3 separate regions of the Mus musculus genome follow, and all the other regions are linked to region 1. Evidence: chromatin contacts called from public HiChIP or PLAC-seq and promoter capture Hi-C data. All regions are on one chromosome and are shown on one strand. The core of a region is the stretch at or near the end of the contact, and the rest is flanking DNA. Distances in the headings are between cores, read along the strand shown.

Evidence for each region. HiChIP or PLAC-seq counts read pairs in DNA pulled down with a chosen protein or histone mark. Capture Hi-C pulls out chosen DNA fragments and counts their contacts.
Region 2: a promoter capture Hi-C map of adipose tissue shows a contact between it and region 1. The contact joins the promoter of H1f10 here to the promoter of Gata2 in region 1. A contact is called at or near these places in 2 of 115 datasets of contacts at active chromatin or transcription factors (double positive thymocytes and pancreatic cancer cells) and 2 of 9 other capture datasets (adipose tissue and liver).
Region 3: a contact with region 1 is called in an H3K4me3 HiChIP or PLAC-seq map of craniofacial prominence, with 2.8 times the contacts expected there. The contact joins the enhancer-like site here to the promoter of Gata2 in region 1. A contact is called at or near these places in 12 of 39 promoter capture datasets (the 3T3-L1 cell line, 3T3-L1-derived adipocytes, cranial neural crest and 9 more), 1 of 15 datasets of contacts at CTCF or cohesin (the NIH/3T3 cell line), 2 of 484 Hi-C or Micro-C datasets (the G1E-ER4 cell line and uterus), 5 of 115 datasets of contacts at active chromatin or transcription factors (bone marrow-derived macrophages, craniofacial prominence, fetal liver and 2 more) and 2 of 9 other capture datasets (adipose tissue and pancreatic islet).

What each region holds. Positions count from the first base shown.
Region 1 is chr6:88,197,076-88,200,025 of GRCm38.p6, reverse strand. It overlaps Gata2 (GATA binding protein 2), which reads right to left and starts at 1,362. Exons shown (of 6, transcript NM_008090.5): 1 at 1,145-1,362; 2 at 237-509. The coding sequence starts at 465. It overlaps Gm38708 (a long non-coding RNA gene), which reads left to right and starts at 2,643. Exons shown (of 4, transcript XR_001785312.2): 1 at 2,643-2,950.
Region 2 is chr6:87,980,102-87,983,051 of GRCm38.p6, reverse strand. It overlaps H1f10 (H1.10 linker histone), which reads left to right and starts at 1,570. Exons shown (of 1, transcript NM_198622.1): 1 at 1,570-2,631. The coding sequence starts at 1,696. The coding sequence ends at 2,262. It overlaps Gm5577 (predicted gene 5577), which reads right to left and starts at 1,369. Exons shown (of 2, transcript NR_026990.1): 1 at 1,168-1,369; 2 at 1-92.
Region 3 is chr6:88,342,160-88,345,109 of GRCm38.p6, reverse strand. The region is part of intron 4 of Eefsec (eukaryotic elongation factor, selenocysteine-tRNA-specific); the gene reads left to right. Among named protein-coding and RNA genes, the nearest start is that of Eefsec, 100 kb to the left of the region's middle. Within about 2 kb of position 1,444, at least 106 of the 459 cell types and tissues checked have an H3K27ac peak or open chromatin away from gene starts, as enhancers often do. A contact at or near this core is called in craniofacial prominence, second pharyngeal arch cranial neural crest and uterus, where this site is marked.

The sequences.
Region 1 (2,950 bases), core at 113-2,612:
CAGGGCCCAGAAGGATTCCCCCACCCCCACCCCCGCCAAGACACTTGGAAATGGACCGAAACCCTACAGGTCCCAGACCCTCCCTAAGAAGTCCCTGCCTCCATCTTCTTAGGCCCGATTTCGCAGCTGCTCAGATTCCTGTGGATCCCACATCCGGGAAGCAGCAACAGGCCGTCCCCCCTCCAAGGCCTGGCCCGGGCGCCAGGCTTCCAGAAACCTCGGGGGCCAAAGCTCACCATGCGCCGGGCTGTAGGAAACGCGCGCGCGCGCGTGGGCCGGGTTGGCGTAGTAAGGGTTGCCCTGCGAGTCGAGATGGTTGAAGAAGACATCCACCTCGTCGGGAGGCAGCAGCTGTGCTGGCTCCATGTAGTTATGCGCCAGGCCCGGATGGTGCGAGTCGGGGTGCTGCGCATTCAATACGGCGGGGTGCGCCATCCAGCGAGGCTGCTCAGGCGCCACCTCCATGGTCCACTACTGTGTCTTGGGAACCAGGCGAAGGTGGGGCGGCCCTGGATAACAGAGGGAATGTGAAGGACACTGCCGCCTTCTGACACCCCCATTCCCAAAGTCTGTGTCTTGAGAGCAAAGACGTTCCATCGGAGCTTCACTGAGGACCAGTCCCGGGTGGAAGGAAAGCGCAAGGTTTAAAACGAAAGGAAGGTGAAGGAAGGGGTTCAGCCTCATACACTTGCAGGGAAACTCGCGTTCCCACAGACGCAACTCCACATACACGAGGTCACACACACGGATAGGTCCTGACATCGGTGACCCCCCCAAAACGCACGCGGAACTGAAATCAGGTTCTCACACCGTGCCCCTGTCCTCTGGGCACACAAACACATAAACTCTGACTAAAAGTTAGAGACAGTTGCCTAGACATCCACTCTGGGGCACACGCTCTCCCACGCCCCCGTAACACTTTGACAATATATACACAAACTAACCCCCAACACCCCGGGCCACCCCAAAAAACGCACCCGCAGTTCCTGGGGCTGCGAGCCGGTCCCCAATGCACTCTCTAGCAGTCAGCCAACCTCTCCCCAAAGCATAAGAACGTAATCGCCCACAGGAGATCCTGGTCTGAGCTCCACAGAGATCCCTCCAACCTAGGAATGTCCACAAGCCCCCTGAACCTCAAACTTACACTCGCAGCGGCGCGGGAAGGGGAGGGCTCAGCAGTAGAGAGTAAGAGACACCAGGAGAGCCCGGGTACGGCGGGCCCAGCGACAGCGCGTTCCAGGGCCGGCGGATTCACGGGATAGGGGTGGGGGACAGCGCGCGTCTCGGCCTCCGGCCCGCCCGGCTCCGGCCCCTCTGCATCCTCCGGCCGCCCTGGCGCCAGCTGCCGACTCCTGCACAGACGTGAAGCGGGGGCCGCGCACGCCTATGAAGCCGGCGCCAGCCAATCAGCGCCGCGCGCCGCCCAGCCTCCGCCCCCCCATTGGCTGCTCCCGCCGCTTTGGCCGCTGGACTTCGGGAATGACCCGCAAGCTGGCCTCCTAGGCTGCCTGGCCCCCTACCAGCGCCCTCTCTGCGGCCTCTGATGCCAACGCCCCCCCCCCCCAGGGGACCTTCGCCGTGGGCAGACCCTGCACCCCTCCGGCAGACGCTCAGGTCTTCCAACCTCTGCCCTCCCAGCAACTAGGCACGAATAGGGTCCCTGACTTCCCAGGAGCCGAGACGTGCACCTTCTGGGTATCTCTCTGCTGGGACCACAGCTTTCTACTCTCGGGCGGAGCCCCACCTCCACTGCTACGGACGACGGCCAGCCCAAATCCAACTGACTCCCCAAACTCTCTGTCCTTCTATCAGGGATAGCTGTGCAAGAGGCTGGTAGGATCCGCTGGACAACATGAGTCTAGGGATTGTGGACTTCTCTAGGGCACCCGAACTTTGAGCACTAAGACACTTGAGGCTGTGCTAGACCAATAATGGTCGCGGTCAAGCCAGTGGCCCAGGGAGGGGGAAGGGCTCCGGGCGGGGCCTTAGTAGACCACCAGGCTGAACTGCCTGGGGCGAGGCCGTGGAGCGGGAAACTGGCGCCAGAGTCGGCTGAAGGGAGACTCCCGGGGTATTAACCATATATATTTTTTCTTTCTAAGGGTCCCCGAGACGGTCTTTAGGGAGAGGGAAGCAATGTTGTGAGCACTTTTTCCCCAAAGTCACCTGGAGTTTTTCTCCACAACACCTCCATTCTGGAGAGACAAGTGAGTTCAGTGGCGAGTATACAAACCTAGCTCCCTCCCTGGCTATAGATGGGAGACCTAAACTCCAAGAGTCCAGAAAGAAGCTTGTGAGTCCAAGACTTTTAGGGGAATCTAGACAGGTGCGATGGATTGGCCAAGCTTGGAGCCCTCCACATAGCTCCTCTATCTTTGCAGGGACCGAAACCCCTAAAGAATAATTCCAGAGGAGTCCCAGGTTGGTCCCGAGCTGGGGAAAGGCTGGGGTCCCCGCCGCCCCCAAGGATGGGGGAGGGGCGGCAGGATTGACAGTCCGTAATTGGGTAACTGGAGGCGGCTTCTCCGGCCCGGCGGCCCCGCCACCGCGACGCCGGGCCCCTGACGTCACCCGATTCGCCAGGAAATGAACTTTTTAATAATCCAAGGAGGGTGGAAAGCCCTCGGTCCCCTCGGCTCGGGGGGCGCCCAGCCAGGAGGGCTCAGCTTCTCGGGCGCGCCCCCGTCACCCCCTCCCAGGTCCTCTGCGGACAGCGCTGAGGGGGCGCGCGCACGGCAGGGCCTCCTCTGGCCTCTGCGGCTGGCGTCCATCTGTCTGTCCGAGGCCCTGGAACAGGTAAAGGCCTGGGGCCCGGGGTGCAGAACTCCACTGGACCGGAAACCCGCGCCTCTTGCTCCCTGGCGCGGGGGGGGGGGGGTCCTGCTGTCCGCTGTATTCCCCGCGCCTCTGTGCTCCAGAGCCATCAGGGGCCCAGGAGGCTCGGGAGTCC
Region 2 (2,950 bases), core at 321-2,820, 220 kb after region 1:
AGCTTCTGCCTGAGCCTGAGGGCAGCATGGCATTCCAGCACGCAGGGTACGCAGCAGCAGCAGCAGCAGCAGCAGCAGCGGGCTCCTGGTAGCTGGAGATAGGAGTGAGTGTCATCAGCCCACGGAAGGGGTTTAAAGAAAAAGAGGGTAGTGAGTCCAGGAGAGCCTGCACCCTATAGCCCGCTGTCCCTCAAAACTCACAGGCCCCTTGGCCCTCCTCCTGAGAACGAGTCACAAGAGGATGACTTGGGCTCTGGGCTCTGCTAAACCCTGGCCACTTCCTGACGATCCTTCCTTTGATGGGGATGAGGTCGTGGGGTGCGGGGAGGCTGGCACACCCACGAGTACTGAGTTTGAAAGGCTGAGAATCTGGGCCTTCTTGATCTACAGGCAGTCACTCCCTCTTTTCACCCAAGAGGCCAGGGAACTGCTTACCTATTGGAACAAAGCTGGCCTGGACGCTTTAGTGGTGTCTACTATGTCCTCCGCAGGCTGGCCATTGCCTGCACAGCCCTCTCTCCACCGTTGGACTACTTCCCAGGCTTTCAGGTCCTTCTCTGTACCACCACCTCCTTCAAGTCCTCCCGCACCAAGTGATGCAGTATTCGATCCCCCAAAGCCGGCAGGATCCTCAAAAGCCAAATCCCCTGCCACACCCTCTAAGGGAAATGCCTTAAGGGTAACCTTACACTTTTCCATCCTGGAGCCCCCATCTAATTCTGAGGGGTCCAGGGACGGCTACTTAAGCATCACAAAATGGGGTACTTGGGGCCAGAGAGTGGTGAGGAAGTGTCTAGGGAGAGGCCCTTGTGGTCGTGCCTGCACTGACTCATCTTTGAGATGCCAGGCGTGCAACCTCAGGGCAATTCCCTTCTGTTGGTTCCCCTTAGGATTCTGAGAAGACCCCCGCCCCAGCACGCTCTCGGGCTTTGCCTTGCTCCTGTCGGCCGCGTGAGGGCGTACCCTGTGTTAGTTGGGACAAATTAATGCCCTTCCTGCGGGCAGGGCTGTGGTCCCCTGGGCCCAGAACCAACTCAGGTGCCTGAGGAGCACTCTTGTCTGCCGCCTGCAAAGTTCTCGGTCTTGGGGTCTCGCCCGGGGCCCGTGCTAATCCTTTGCAAATCGAGCGCCCCCCTCCTCCATGCTCCTATAGCCTGGGGTACACACCTCTGAGCCGCTCCGCTGAGCCCGTCCTAGGCGCAGGCCGCCTCTGCGCAGCGCAGCGGGCTCGGATGCTGTCCAGGGCACACTGCTGAGGGTGCAGCCGCGCCCGGGAGCCGCGGGCGGAGGAGCCAGTGGCCGCGGAAGGCGCTCCAAGAAGCACAAGTTGGCGCTGGACTGGGCCCAGGCTGTTGTTGTTCTCAACGTGGTCCGCCACGGGGAAATAAAAGCGGAGCGGGGCGCGCTCTCCGCCAGAGCGTAGCGCGCACGCCCAGAGCTCCGGAGCCCGCGCAGTGCTGCCGCGCTCCCCGCAGGCTCCTCTCCGCATCCCACCCCCCCAGCCCCGCCGCGGCCGGCCCGGCCCCCGCCCGCACCTCAGCCCTGCCGCCTGGTCCCAGGCCCGGCCGCGGCCGCTCCCGCCTGGAGCCGCCGCGCGCCCCCAGTCCCCCGGCGCCGCCGCGGCCCCTCGCCTTCCTCTTCCCGGCGCGGCCCCCCGGCTACCGCGCGCCGCCTGCCGCCAACCCGCTGGCCACCATGTCGGTGGAGCTTGAGGAGGCCCTGCCGCCAACGAGCGCCGACGGGACGGCCCGCAAGACGGCCAAGGCCGGCGGCTCTGCGGCGCCCACGCAGCCCAAGAGAAGGAAGAACCGCAAGAAGAACCAGCCAGGCAAGTACAGCCAGCTGGTGGTGGAGACCATCCGCAAGCTGGGGGAGCGCGGCGGCTCGTCTCTGGCGCGCATCTACGCTGAGGCCAGGAAGGTGGCATGGTTCGACCAGCAGAACGGGCGCACCTACCTCAAGTACTCTATCCGGGCGCTGGTGCAGAACGATACGCTACTGCAGGTGAAGGGCACCGGCGCCAACGGATCCTTCAAGCTGAACCGCAAGAAGCTGGAGGGCGGCGCGGAGCGGCGCGGAGCTTCGGCGGCCAGCAGCCCCGCGCCCAAGGCGCGCACGGCGGCGGCGGACAGAACGCCCGCCAGGCCGCAGCCGGAGCGGCGCGCGCACAAGAGCAAGAAGGCGGCGGCTGCTGCCAGCGCGAAGAAAGTGAAGAAGGCGGCCAAACCCAGCGTGCCCAAGGTGCCCAAGGGCCGCAAGTGACGCCCCTACGGTCTGGCGACATCGTCGAGTTTTCCATCTGTCTCTATCCCTATCCGCCCCCCCCACCCTCGGTGTACCGGTTCCGTAGGGTTCCGCCTGGCCCAGGTCCCTGATCCCTGTCCCCTCCCCCGCCCCTCCCCCAGCGATGCTGCGTTCTGTTTGCTTTAGGTTTTTGAAACGGCCCTGGCGACGCCCCCATTGGCTCTCACCCTTGGCAACGGCCGTCGCCATGGTTACCGGCCCGGCGGCGCCAATGGCCTGGTGGCGCCTGCCTACTGTGCCCGCTGATGGCCACCAGGCGCTTGGGTTGTGTGGCGCCTTGCTCCGCCCGCTGCCTTCCTGGGGCGCAATAAACGGTTCCAACCTTGACCATTGTCGTTGTCTTGTGGGCGCTGGAGGCTGCTTGGGGTTCCTGCGGGGGAGTCGAGGGTCATTAAGACCAGCTAGACAACTAGCAGGCGCTGCCAGAGGTGGGACAGATGTGCCCAGAGACAGCTGCCCAGTGGAGAACTCTTGTAAAAGTGGGTTCCCAGTCTTGGGTTGCTGCAGTGTCCAGCATATAAAAGATAAAAGATTTCTACATGTTGGAAATTAAACCTCAGGATCTAGTGCAACATAATGGACAGTTTTACCAAATGGAAGACTAGGAAGGTTCTGAACAGTATGTACACATACAAGTAGGGTGAGA
Region 3 (2,950 bases), core at 195-2,694, 150 kb before region 1:
CCAATGCACCACGTAAACTGAATACTTACATTCTTTCTTTAAAAATAAAATAAAACAACAGTAAAAGCACTGTAAACATTGCTGTAATTGTTCACAGGCTTTAACTTGTAATAATTACAGGGAGCAGGCAAGTGAGACGCCTTATTAAAATAGAGACACTTGCCTGCTTTTGTTTGAAATTTTGGTAAAATACTCCATTATAACATATTATTTTAAAAACTAAATTCTGTCCATTCGGAGTTTGGGTATTTTTGTTTTTGTTTTGTTTTTTTCTTCAGAATATTTAAATGAGCTGACTCTGGGCAAGGGCCATTCAGGAGTCTGGGTCTGCCTTGTGGGTCACTGAACTGTTAGCACACAGCCATGATATAGCCTCTTCCTGGGTTGGCTATTCAGGGTAGCTTTTGTGAAGAGCTCAAATGTGGACATAGTGCTGAGGACCTACCTGGCCTGTGCTGCTGCTGATCTTGCCATCTACTGCTTCACCCCCTGGGACATATACACAGATGCCTACAAGGTAAAGCCGGCATCTCAAGTCTGAGGGAGCAAAGACTTCTGAGAAGAGGCTGAGCTGCTGAGGCCAGGTTTACAGGCTTCCAGGCTAATGCCAGGGTCGCGTGGTGAGAGGAGCTCAAGGTACTGTGGACCATGGCATAGCAGTACAGTGATCCTTAAAAGTATTGAGGAGGTAGTCTTACCAGGACTTGGTGAAGGTTAGAACTTAGAAATGGTGTGGGAAAGACATGAGATGGATGACCCCAGACCTCTAGTCTGAGTTACTGCTGAGTAACAGTACACTTGCTAAGAATGAGATCCCTGAAGGTCTGGAAATAAGCAGGGCTTGTAGCCAGGGCTGTGGCTTAGGTTTCAACAAAGTAGAGATGTAAGGAACCTCCCCCAACACACACACACACACATGCTTGATAGGATGCAAGCTAACAAACAAGTTTGCAGCTCAACATTTGGGATAGTTTTCTATCTGTCAGTACATCCAAGCCTTGTACTTAGGCTTCTAGTATGAGATGATTGGGAAAGTTTTTTAAAAACATAGCCATAGAGGACCCGCTAGGGCTGCTTCTGATATCTCAGCCTCTTGCCTCAGGAGCTGTCCCTATTCTGAAAGATGAGGGGGTGCCTCTGGGGACCCCTGAGAGAGGCAACCCTTTCCTGCTAGGGCCAGGTAACAGAGAGGGCAGCCCCCTACTTCCCAGCCTCCTGCCTCCTCCTCTACTGCTGCCGCTGTGAAACAAACTGGGGTGCCTGGGCGGAAGGTCAGGAGTTTAAAAGCTTGTTTGATTCAAGACTGGGGTAAGAGACAGGAGGGGAGTGCGCTGGTTTTATATGTGGATCCTGGTATTTTCTTTTGAGCTGGGGCGGAGAGTGGAGGGGCAGGGAGGGAAGGCAGGCTGCCAGAGGGAACATTGCCAAGCAGAGCACTGCTAATGCAAACCATACGGCTGGCGGGCAGGCAACAAGGCCCATCTCCTGGCCTGCTTAATGCAGTCCTTGCAGGCAGGCAGGCAGGCAGCCTGGGCAGCAAGGCTGCTTAACCCTTCAGGTGCTGAGCCAAAAGCAGGCCCTTTTACTTCAGCATGTGGCCATTTCTGTCCTAAGCCATAAGAAATAGAAGATTTAACAGTGGCATTGGATTCTACCCACTGGGTGTCAGCAGCACTATTCCTCCCAGCCCATTTGTGACGATTCAAAATCCCTCCAACATTCTGGGAGTCTGCTTGTCTGGGATTGGGAAAACCATTGTGAACAGCCATAGGTCTACAGCAGGTAATTTCAGCCAACAACCCTCCTGGGAAAGGATGGCCATCCATTACTGGGCTATTCTTAAAGTGTTGTTAGGGATGAATAGTGGACAGGCAGCTGCACTTCAGAAGGGAAGCCAGATTTGCCCAGGGCTGCATATACAGTGTTCACCATTGTCTGCCCACACTCCCCTGCTCCTCCCAGTCCCCAACTCCTCCACCTGCTAGTTCCCAGCACAGCAAGTGTAGCCCATATCAGTCTCTGGTCATAAGTGTGGAGGCAAAGCCTGTACAGATCAGGTAGCAATGACGTGAGAGTAATGGTCAACCTGTGTGCAAAGCCCACTGCTGGCGTCAAGTGATAGACGGAGACAGAGACTTATCTAAATAGCTGGAGTAGATGCAAAGCCAGGTGCAGAAGCAGGTTTCAGAACGCCATGGAACTTGGCTCCATTTACATATGCACTCAAGTTTGTACAAATGCGTCAGAAGAGGTCTGGAAGGAGACAGCACAGTGCGAGCAGTGGCTATCTTGGGGGAGTGACAGGCAGTGGAATTTAGGGAGCTCAAAGAGCTTTCATGTCTTAGTCTGTGTAATTGGTGTTTAACTCTTTACAACGAGCCAGCAGTCATCTGTTTCTCGTGGGGCTTTTATGAAAGAAAAAAACATAAAGAGTCAGAGAAAGAAGAACTTTTGTTCCATTCTCCCATGTCTCCATTACCTCCCTTTTGTGCCCTCACCCAGCCTAGGCCCTGCAAAGCCATTCTATGCTGGGGAAGCTTCTGGTGGGGCCTCCCTGTTCTGGTGGGCCTGTGGCCACCCAGTGCTTTTGTGTGCTATCTACAGGCGAGTCTGACCCACTTGGAGCTTAGCACAGCTGAGGCTTACTGCAAGGTAGCCCAGATCTGGGCCCCCCTGTGCTGGACCTGCTCTCCAAGTGGCAGCCTTGCTCTGGTCATGAGCATCACTCCTCACTTCCCCTCCAGCTGTTTTCCCTTTCAGCTCCCAGCCTTTGGTTCTGTATCTGTGTGCCCTTCTCAAGAAACACACATGGTCTGTTGTTTAGTGCACCAGATCTGCGGTCTGTGACCTCCTGTGCATATATAGATGGTTCTGTCCTTTTCTCAGGGGCTCCTGTCTTCTCTGTATAGATGCAGCACTTTAGTACTCTTGGCTTCTGCTATGACAGTGA